Linked DNA regions of Mus musculus: all the other regions are linked to region 1. Evidence: chromatin contacts called from public promoter capture Hi-C data. All regions are on one chromosome and are shown on one strand. The core of a region is the stretch at or near the end of the contact, and the rest is flanking DNA. Distances in the headings are between cores, read along the strand shown.

Region 1 (3,961 bases), core at 75-2,574:
TTCATCAACGTGGAGTAGAGGGACCTCTGAGGTCACTCTAGTGAAGGATGCTGTTCCTGTTGAGATTGAGTACAAAAATACAACGTTTCTTCCATTGTTTAATGCTTATTCGCCCTTCCTCCTAAGGATACATTTCCTTGTACTAAAATAGACACATACTACAAATCCTGAAGCCAGTCTTCTGGTCCCTGTTTCCTGTCACCTATTGTTCTTATGGCCTTCATTTCTCCCAATCAACATCCTGTTGTTTTTTTTTTCTCCCCACAACTTAATTTGAGTTCGTGTAGATTGGTTCTCCAGTCTTGTTATCTTTTCAATCCAGCCTTAGAGGAGTAGTGTATTTATTACAAATGTATGCATTTCACAGTCTTTAGAAAGATTGGCTTACATATAATGATAAATGTGAGAAAAAGCAGCTATTTTCTGTTATCATAACCTGCCTGCTCGGTTTTCTTTCCACTGCCAGGAGTTTTCATGGGTACAAGGCAAAGCAAATTGCAATCACCTGAGTATACTCCACTCTGCTTCTGTCACACTGAATGATGAATATATTTATTCTTCAGCTCAGAATCAATATATCTATACCTCCACCTATTTGTCTATCTATCTATCTATCTATCTATCTATCTATCTATCTATCTATCTATCTATCTATCTATCCTTCTACCTACCTACCTATCTATCTGTCTTTCTATGTGCACCCATGCCTTGTCTTTATGCATTGGCAAATGATAAGGAAAAGCTAAAGGGAACAGCTTGAAAATACTTTATGGGATCAATGAAAGAATGTTTTATGCTCCTATTTGAATGTCTAAGGCCTGTGGTAAGACAGCTTTTAAGGTCAAGCAGAGAGGGATATTTTCCTCTCTTAAGCATCTATCAACAGTCCTTGGAAGAGCAGTCAGTGCGAACATAATTTAATATGCCTTCTCCCTGAAAAGAATGTCTCTTTGACATCATGTCACCACGCGTGCTTCAAGAGAAGATTTTCAGGTGGTCTGTTTTTCTGCATTGATTTCCTTTTATCATTTTAGTCACAGCTTCAATTTTTTTTTTATGTGTTGGAGAAACAAACAAAAAGTCGTGCTGAACTTCCTCATTCATCTGGCATTCTCCTTCCATCCTGGTAACAATGTGCAGCTGCTACCCTGCAGATGGCACACAGCCTGGCTCCAGGATCTTCTGACTGTTAAGTCACTCCTGGCTAGACTATGGTCACTTGTGGCTAGACTGAGGCATGGCTCCCTGGGGATGAAGGACCAGGTTTGACAGGCACAGCTGAGAAAGCCCAGGCATATCAGAGATGTGTCTCTTGCCAGCAGGGGCTGCTGCAGAGCAGGGATCGGCAGGTTGTTATTCCAAAGTAGAACCTGGAAGAGTGTCAGATGTATTGAGGCAAGAAATTTAGGAAATGGGAAATGACTGGAGATAATGAAATGAATACAACTGAAATCAGTCAGGAAAATACAATACGCTTTAAAGAAGTCTTGTTAGAACTATATGTTGAGATGTGAATGCAGATGTGTGTGTGTGTGTGTGTGTGTGTGTGTGTGTGTGTGTGTGTGTGTGTGTCTGTAGCACTGGGCACTGTTCTTGAGAAAGAAGATGTGATACTAGAGAAGAAACATGTGGAAAACACGCTGTAAAATGGTGAGAAACACAAATACTTCTGACAAATCTAACAGATGTTAAAAACAGAAAAATGACCCCCTCTTAACCTTTTACTTCTTTTTCTGAAGATAAATCTCACAAGTTAAAGACCTTGCAGACATTTTTTCCCTATTTATCACCTTAAAGAGAATTTACTTAAACATTTGCATACTTTGTTCATAGTTTATTTTTTAAGGAAAATGTTTCTGTGAATGGTGGTGGTTTAAATATCTATGGCAAGTAGGCAGCCAGGAAACACACGTTCACCTTTCCTGAAGAGTGCTCAATGGAGTGTATGGACTCATGCTGTCACATCCCTCTATACATCACATGAACTCCACTTTCTTAGGGTAAGGCATTTCCTCAGTACTCTATATCCTGACTGCTGTGAGTGTAAGGATGGGTTACATTCTCCTTAATCCCCGAATTCCAGAGGAAAATGAAAGTTGAGGGAAAAAAGAAAACCCTTTTTATTAATCACACATTAGATAGTTCTGAGGGAATAACTGATCCCCACATTAGAATTAACTTTTAAAAATTGCATTTATTTGTGTGTGTTTGTCTGCATTCGTGTGTGTGTGTGTGTGTGTGTGTGTGTGTGTGTGTGTGTGTGTGGTGTGTGTGTGCGCATGCACGTGCACCACAGTATATGTGTAGAAAACAGAGGACAACTTGGGAAAGTTGGTTTTCTCCTTCTATCATGTATGGATTGAACTAATATTGTTAGACTTGGTGGCAGACAACTTCACAGGCTGAGACATCTCAGCCCTGTATTTGAATTATACATGCAATCCAAGTGAGCCTTTATTGAAATAGAACCAGTCAAAGTAAATTTTTTTTATAATAAAGCAAGCAAAGAAAAAATATACATAAAATAAAGAATCCTACACACCTGTTGGTAGAACACCACAGAGGAAAAGAGGCTGTAATAGAAATGCTCTTGCTCTACTCAGCAGTTCAGGAAGATCAGCTAAAATGTCACGCTAAATGAAGGAAAGGGAATGAAAAAGCTGTTGAGTTTAGCTTTATATAAATATTGCAAGCACTTATGTATGCATTGGATTCTCTGATATCTAATTTAAACTATTATTGATTAGAATTCTTTCAAAATGACATTCGGTACCTTGAAAGTAGTCCTGAAAGTCTTTATGAAATGATACCTTATCATTCCTCCCAGGTTTGAACAGGGATTAGTTGAAAAAAACTAGCTGAAAGCTAATGCATGAGTGAATCAGGTTATAAAATTGATAGCATCTATGAAAGTCTTCAAGAATTCAGTTCACTTTGACGGAAACATATTTAGCATCTACTAGGTGCCAGATACTATATTAGGAATTAAGAATTATTACAAGAATAAGACAATGTTACTTTCCTAAATGAAGTTAGAGGCTCAAGGAGAGGATCAGTGGATTTAAAAATGTGAGCACTATCATGAAAGATATTCACAATGTATTACACTCTTTTGGAAGTACTATGGGGAGTGTTGAGTTATAAACAATGGGAATCAGGGTTGGGGAGGGCTTTGTGAAGGACCCTGTAGTTGATTTTCAAGAAGTAATATCAATTAACTAAAGAAATAGGATATGGAATTATCTGCAAGGGGTTATTTTGAGTAACCCACCACTTTCATCTTAGAATCCATTTCATATATGAGACTATGTTATTTTTTTTTAGCAGCTTTGATTTTAATCCCTCTAAGGGCAGCCTGACTCTTCAAAGAGAAGAGTTTAGTCATTCAAAAAATATCGTCTAGAAATTCTAATGTTAAGAAATGAGAGGGTGGACCACTTATTCACTAACAAGCCACTAATGGAGTCATTTATATGCCAGACACACCTCTGGGTACTGGGGTTAGAGCTGTGGCTAAAGACTTCCCCTGCTTTAAGTCTGCTGCCACATTCTATGGACTTATACCATATCTACCCATCAATCGATTGCTGTTTTGCTTTATAAACATTTTACAGTGGTGTTGATATGATACAGTAGGTAAAGCCACTTGCTGCAAAACATGATGACAGGAGTTCACCTTCTGGGGCCAACTACCTGATGGAAGAAGAGAACCAACTCCATGTGTTGTCCTCTGGACTTCATATGAACAATACAAATAAACGTATATTTGTATATGAATCAAAGAAATAAATTAAAAATTGCATGTATGGTTTTCTTTACTTTCTGGAGTAGTCCTGGAAGGTGACAACTCCACCTTGGCTGGTCCTTTAAGTCTACTTGATGCACCCCTTACACTCTTGACTGTAACTATGAGTAATAGAACCTGAGACTACCTCTTCATTAGCTTGACTCTAACTTGATT
Region 2 (3,605 bases), core at 1,075-3,574, 150 kb after region 1:
TGCTGGTCATGTAAACTGAACTGCTGTTATCCTGACCACACAGATTGGATTCTCCCCAAAGAACTATATCTAAAGAGATCCACATCTTCCTTTGCCCTCCTAACCTTTTCTTTCTACTACCTCTTGTGGGTAATGGGCTAGAAGGGAGGTTAAAGTATTTAAGTATACTTATAAAAGTGGGTTTTAAATCTAAGCCTACAGCCGCTGTCTGCAATTGGCAAAAGCACAGGCCAAAATTTATCAAAGCAAGAAAGTGAGTAAGTGAAGAGACAACCCAGGGAGTAGAGGAAAATAACTTCAAGCTCTCCACATGATAAGGCATTAATATCCAGAGTAGGCAAGTAATTTTAACTCAATAACAAGAAAACAAATAATATGCTTAAAAATAAGCAAAATACCCAAATAGATAGTTTCCTGTGAAAATCATAGAAATGATTGACAGGTTTCTTCTTAAAATTATGCTCATGAAAAGACTGGAAATGCAAAACACAGGAGATACCACCTCAAAGTGAATGACTATTATCAAAAAGGTGAAAACGAACATGTCTTTGTGAGGACACAGAGAAAATGAAACACTTGCAGATGATCATTACCAACGTAAACTAATACAGTTATTACAGAAAAGAGTGTGAATACTCCCTCAAAAAAATCAATCTAGTATTTACTATATGATCTATATCCCACCCTTAGGTATACATAGAACAGAAATTTAAAAAGCATTTTGAAGTGCCTCTTAAGCCCTGTGTATCATATTTAATATAACTAAGATATGAAACAATACTAGACATCTGTCAGTGAATATGTGAATATAGAAAATGTGATTTTGGCACATGCACAGTGTAGTAATTCTCTGCTTGAATAAAAGAAAGCATGATACTTGTCACAATGTACATGGACCTGGAGGGCATTAATAGGAAATGTGTAAGACAGAAACACTACATGATCTTATATGTAGGTGGAATTAAAAAAAATGTTGGTTCTCATAATTGAGAATAAAAAGGTGATGACCAGGGTCTGCCATGGAGTGGTAGGATGGTCAGGGTGGAGTGGGTAGAGCTGGTTAGGAAGGTATCAGCTAAAAAGTGCAAAACTTCAGTTGTGTGGTAGAAATAAGCTTAAGAGGTCAATTGAACAGCATGATAGCAATAGGCCGTGTTAGTATGTTATATCTTAAAAATCTCTAAGAAAGTAATTATATATCTCAATATAAAAGTAAGTGTGATATAATGAAATTTAATTAACTCAGTTAAGTCATTCATATACATATATCAAAATAATATTTTGCATATGTAAGTACATATGATTTTAATTTATTGATTTAAAAATTAGTCACAAGGAATGCTCCTAAGTTTAAATTTGCTTTGATTAGGTAATAATTTGGGATATAGAAACAAAACAACAGCTTTCTATTTATTTTGCTTTAGCATCATGTACACAGGCTTCTCCAATGCCAACAGATGAGCGGAGAGTTGGCTTTGAGTCCTAATGGCCTAACATGGTCTTTCTATGACCTTTATTCTTCCCATGACACTTGCTTGCTGAGTCTCTCAGTGCCATTCACTCTCTGTTCTACACTATCATGTATTCTCCAGCCATATCATGTGTATCTGTTAGCCAATCATTTCACTATTTCCATGGCAACCAGTCTCCTTTTATATGGTGATGGAATGGACACCATTTCAGGGAAACAAAAACACCCTCAAAATTTCCAATGACACTAACCTATCCCCAGTAGGTACACAGGAAAGACATGATTAATTATGCCTCATGATTAAGATCTTGTCAGGATGATAAAAACCCTCCCTTCTTGGCAGAAAAAGTTACTTTTTGGAGACTTCTGTAAACTGTGAAATTCTAGGACCAGGAATCAAGCTTCATTTAAATATGACTATGAAGAATTTAACACTTAAAAAAAAATCTGTGAGCTATTTTAATAGGTACATTTGTACCAGTTATCAACTCCTTGGGAATCATTAAATGATCTCATATGGTATGTTATTTACAAAGTCCAGTATGTTTACATCAATAGAAAAATTGATAGCCATGCATTGAATGTACATCAAATTATATGTTATAATCACTATTTTGATAATCATGCTTACTGGAATAATGATATGACAGATAAAGGACATTTGGTGACAGATACTTAAAACTTAGTCATGAATGTATGAAGTGCCAAACTCTGCTGTAAGGCTGCCCTCTAAAAGCCCCATAATAAAATCAATGCCAAATTTTCATTTGTTAAAAAACAGAAGATTCCTGGATTGTACTGCCTCTGAATCAGAGGGGAAGAAGCATTTTCTGAAACCCGTCTTTCAGACAAATATCAAGTGTGACTTTCATAACGATAAAGCAAGAGAGTCACTGATGTTGGCACTGTGAGCTATTTATGAATTTTGAATCAAAGCACAGTAGGACAAAGCAGCCTTTTTCTATCCCACCTCAGTACAGAGGGTGGACCAGAGACGAGAGAGCTGGAAGGCTGATACAAGGCACTAGGTAAGGAACCGTGGATAAAGTCCAAGTGAAGGGATAGATTTGTTGGCACGACGATGCAAAGACATAGAAAGCCGAGACTAGGAAACACGATGATTTACTACGTGGTCACAATGTAGAGCAAAGGAGTTTGGTGATTGCGAACTTCTGTGATGGTGGGAACACGCCACCCTTTTCAGGGAACAAACTGCAGAGGAGGACAGTAGCAGCTGCTGCCTGTGAATCCATGCTGATCTGTAGGAGGCTTCATATCCCACACATGTGAGTCATGCTGTGTCTGCAAGTACATGTACCCATAACAAAACTCACGCTAGCTCTGTTCCACAGATGCGGCATCTCCCTACCTGACTCATGAGTAAGAGGTCTTTAGAGAAGTGGGTGAAGCCCAGAGATTTAACGATACTGTGCATGATTATTGGGTTAAAGGCTTGTCTAGCTTTTACTTTAGAAGGTATTGTTATTCACTTCAATTTAAAACCAAGCATCACATGATAACAATCCTTACCTTTGTAGAATGTACAGCATGGAGTTTGTATATTAACATAGGATTTATTCCATCTATTCTTGCAAGCAGTGTTCTGTGCTAGACTGCACAAGTCATTTTTCTCATATCTGTGAGGAGAGATTTGGTTGCTTGCTGCCTCTCCATGTGAGATACATCTGCATCTACAGTCTTCCTTATCTTGCCTTTAGAGACCAAACTAAATATCACCCCTTCCAAAGTTTCTCCAATCCCCCTTCACAACTTCTTCCTCTCATTGCCTGAATGTTCTACACACGATATATTATTCCTGTCATTTCTTTGCATTTAGTGATTCACTCATCTTGATCTCTATCTCTGACCACAGCGTAGGTCAAAGGAAACCCTGTAGACCAAAGCTGAAGTTATGTTTGCATCTAAGATCAGGAGTGTCAGAGATGATAAAGCATCAATAGACCTGTCAGTCAAGCTCTGACTCAAGATCCAAGACATTCAGTGGATGTGAGAGGGTTCCTATCACATCATATGAAGTGTTAAAGTCAGGATCAGGGTAAAAAAAAAAACCTGACACTTCAAATTGTGGATGAACGCCCTTAAAGAAAGCCAAGTAAGAACACAGCTCAAGTCA
Region 3 (3,686 bases), core at 489-2,988, 180 kb before region 1:
TGCTGGCCCGCAAGTATTAAAAAATTGTATATATAAAAAAAAGCAATGAATTCTTAGAAGGAACAAGTAACAAGTATCTATGGTTCTGGAACTGAAAAGGAGTGCAGACATAATTTCTTTGCTTGTCTGTTATAAACAGACGGCCAGGTAAACAACATTTCTGCCACTTTAGAAGTTCACTAAGGCTCTCCTGTCTGTTGTCCACACGTCATCATTCTTTCAAGTATTATCTAGAGATAACTAGTTCTCATAAACAGATGACAAAGCAAGGGTCTTGGCTTTACTAGGGATCTCTGCTCCTGGATTCTGAACCTCATTCACACCCCATAGGAAGGCAGTGCCACATTTAAACCCCATTTCACATTTTAAAACCGATTCTGTTAAGCATGACTTCAGCTGTCACTTCTTGTTATTTTGGAAAGAGCCTGATGCTTGTAGGTTTGAGACATTCCATCCATTTGCTTGATGGACTTCTGATAACTATCCCTGCCCATTGGGTATGAAGTTGACCCCAATTATGCAGCTGACTGCCTTAATGACGGAGGATTTTTAGAATGGCCACCTACATTTAGTAGCGAGCTTTCTTGTCTGGCTACCTGATGCTTATTATCCACGAAAGCCAGGACTTCAAAACTGATGAGATTCTATTTTATTTTTATTTTTATTTTTTATGACTGCTGCAAATGAAGAGTGCAGGGAGAATTTGGAAATGAAGGGAAGTTGTTGGGCTCAAGGCTGTCTGCACTGTAGATGTGGTCTGCCGGCCCCGCAGGAATTGAGAAAAGCAGGCTTTTCAACCCTTTGCTGCAGAAGCCTTGTTATCGCAGAAATAGACCACTTGAGATGGAAGTGCAGATGGATTTGCTGCCGATGACAGCTCACCAGGACCCAGCTCTCCATTCAGGTACATTGATATGCATATTCACTCTACTGGAAAAAAAATCATCTCCTCTTCTACCCTGGGACACGGCTTCCGTAGGCTCTGGAATCTGCTATTTTATACCCACCTGCTGGTACAATATAAGCAGCTGCAATAGGCATCAAGCTATGAAAAGCTCGGAGGAGCACTATTGCAGTGTGAATTGCTTCCTCGCTCGGTGCTGTTTGGTGATCGCAAGATGGATTGCCAGATTAACACAGGAACACAGTGTTTGTGTAAGGAACAGGAGGGCGATTTCCTCCTGTTTCTCCCACCAGCCATTGCTTACCAGGCCCTCTGCCACTTATAAAAAATGAGGCACTTGCTAATGTCTCTTCGAAGAAATTCCAAGGCCAGAAACACTGACTCAAAGGGAACCTGCTTTGTTTTCTTTCCTCTTCTGGATTTCCACACAGAAGACTCTGATGCCATTGGCCAAAATAGGCCACTGGTCCATGCAGTGGCTGGCTAGCAGGAGCTTCCCCCAGAGCAGTTTGTTGACCGTTTGTGTTGTATCCCTTGAAGGAACTAATAAACATAGCCAAATGATGAAAGTTGGTTTTGAAACACAAAACTTGTTGACCAAAGAAGTCCAGGGAAGTGGAGGCTTTGGGAGCCTGCGCATCCATGTGGCCAATCTACGTTAACATCTTGTCTTCAGCACGCTGACCTCGCTTTGATTCAGGCATTTTTGAAAAGGATTCATTTCTTCTCCATTTCAAAGCTGTTTATCTGGCTTAGAAAATAGCTGCTTTAAACAGAAGCCTTTACACTTGTCTGGGTAAATTCTGTTCCAATTTTTGTTTTGGCCACAAGTCAAAGATAACAGCTGTGCGCTTGTGGGTTCACTGAACTCTACGCGCTTGTTGGCTGCATCACCGACCAGAGGGAATAACCAATAATTAGAACATTTCGGGTCATCTTGGGGAAGAACAGAGTTTTCTCATGTTTGGAAAGGTGATGTGGCCTCCCTTGGATTTTTCCAAATGTGACTGAACGTGGAGCGGAATGCATGAGCCAGGACTCAACCATTGTGTCCTCCGTTCCCCAAAATAACACAGGAGAAGTGGAGGCTGAAAACTATTTTTAATGTTTCCCAGCTTAACTACAGCTACACAACGGGCCCTCACGGTGATGGTGGGGGAAAGCTCTCATGTATTCCTGGCACATCGGCATTTCTGATCATAATGATTTGTGACTCGGAAGTCGAAAGCTGCTGAGTTCCTTCCTAGTTGAATCAATACAAGTTTACATAAATATATGTTTCTGTTTCCTTTTGTTCCTGCTTAGGCATTGATGTTTACTTGCTGGCGACTGTAGACAATGGAAGATAAACAAAGGAGAGGGAGGGAGGCTCAGACAGAGAGATGGTTCAGGAGAAATTATTTGGGCGGGTTCTAAGCTCTTTCCTGATGATGACTTTTTAGTTAGTTTTGCTCCGGCAGAGTAATGTTATATCTTTATTTGGAAAATAAAGGACTTTATCTTGTTGATCTGAATCATAATAACCTGTGAGTTTATTCTGTTGATTATATCATTGCTGCAGGGTAAATGCTCCTGTATCAGTGTTTGATGTGCTAAAGCTTTTCATACCACAGACATGTATCCAAAAACATTAATCCACAGGAGCATGGAGGCTGTTTTGCTCTTGAATGTAGGAGTCAAGAAAACATCTACACCATAATCAAAGACTCCCCTGGTCAAACAGACCAGGCTGGTACTGATAGCCTGTTTAATTTTTCACTTGGCGTTATGCTGTGGAGAGGAGATCTTTGACTTCTACTTGAAAACCCACATATATGAAGTGGAGGTCACATTTTCAATGCCTTACCTCCAGGATAGTCTTCATTACCAAGCTACAGCTCATCACACCATCCCACTCTCAGAGCTGTGGGAGGTGTCATGGGTCCCTTCAAGGCTGCTCTTTACTGTGACCTGTGCTGTTGATCAGTGGTAGAAATGTACCTGGCTCAGGTCACAAGCAGGATCTAAACGCAAGACCCTGTTAGCTCAGCAAACTCTAGCTCACAGACTGCCTAGGGTTGGGATGGGAAGCCAGTGATCTTATGCTGAGCTTATGAACAACATTGCCATGCTGGCCAGAGGCATATCTGCGTTCCTTCAGGCTTCTTGCTGTCAGTTTGAACCCACAGCTCTTCTCTTTCAGCACCTCCGACTTTCTTGTTGTTAAGTCCCATCTCAACAAGAACGCAAATGAATTATTAACGATGAAAGTGAATGAATGATTACTAGTTCATTTAGATACTTTTCACCATCTGAGTTTACTCAGGGAATGCCCGGCTTGACATAGAGATATGCATAGATTTTTGACTTATTATTTTAAAAATATTTTGCTGGTATTTTATGTTTGAAAGGAAAAGTTCTAAGTCCCTTAGTGTCAATGTGATTAGATCATGTTCACGCTATTGGCTAGTATATGACCATTAAATAGATTGTCATAATTCATATCAGAACTAATGCTATGAGCTAAAAACAGAGACTATCATCCCAAAAGTTGTGCTGAAGAAATATTCATACCATGCTCCCTCCCCGAAAGATGTGTGATTTAGGGCCCACTGTATGCAACTCAGCAGTTTATAGCCAATGCATCCCTGAAGACTGTGCCCTAAACTGGTCTAGAGAACAAAGGACTGAATTACTCAGGACTATTTAAAAAACTTTCTTAGGAGATGGAATGTGTGAGTTCAAGCTCAGGAGACTCAGCAACACTTGTTCTTCCTGCAACAAGACACAGATGGGCTGCCAC

Evidence for each region. Promoter capture Hi-C pulls out the DNA fragments that hold promoters and counts their contacts.
Region 2: a contact with region 1 is called in a promoter capture Hi-C map of hippocampal neurons, with 5 times the contacts expected there. The contact joins two enhancer-like sites. A contact is called at or near these places in 1 of 39 promoter capture datasets (hippocampal neurons) and 4 of 484 Hi-C or Micro-C datasets (cerebral cortex, cortical neurons, forebrain and 1 more).
Region 3: a promoter capture Hi-C map of hippocampal neurons shows a contact between it and region 1, with 2.8 times the contacts expected there. The contact joins two enhancer-like sites.

The regions. Positions count from the first base shown.
Region 1 is chr14:86,305,299-86,309,259 of GRCm38.p6, reverse strand. It overlaps Gm32860 (a long non-coding RNA gene), which reads right to left. Exons shown (of 4, transcript XR_383673.4): 3 at 2,543-2,633; 4 at 1,062-1,370. Among named protein-coding and RNA genes, the nearest start is that of Gm32815, 7.4 kb to the right of the region's middle. Within about 2 kb of position 1,324, at least 10 of the 459 cell types and tissues checked have an H3K27ac peak or open chromatin away from gene starts, as enhancers often do. A contact at or near this core is called in hippocampal neurons, where this site is marked.
Region 2 is chr14:86,158,425-86,162,029 of GRCm38.p6, reverse strand. No RefSeq gene overlaps it. Among named protein-coding and RNA genes, the nearest start is that of Gm32729, 13 kb to the left of the region's middle. Within about 2 kb of position 2,324, at least 16 of the 459 cell types and tissues checked have an H3K27ac peak or open chromatin away from gene starts, as enhancers often do. A contact at or near this core is called in hippocampal neurons, where this site is marked.
Region 3 is chr14:86,487,768-86,491,453 of GRCm38.p6, reverse strand. No RefSeq gene overlaps it. Among named protein-coding and RNA genes, the nearest start is that of Gm32969, 36 kb to the left of the region's middle. Within about 2 kb of position 1,738, at least 33 of the 459 cell types and tissues checked have an H3K27ac peak or open chromatin away from gene starts, as enhancers often do. A contact at or near this core is called in hippocampal neurons, where this site is marked.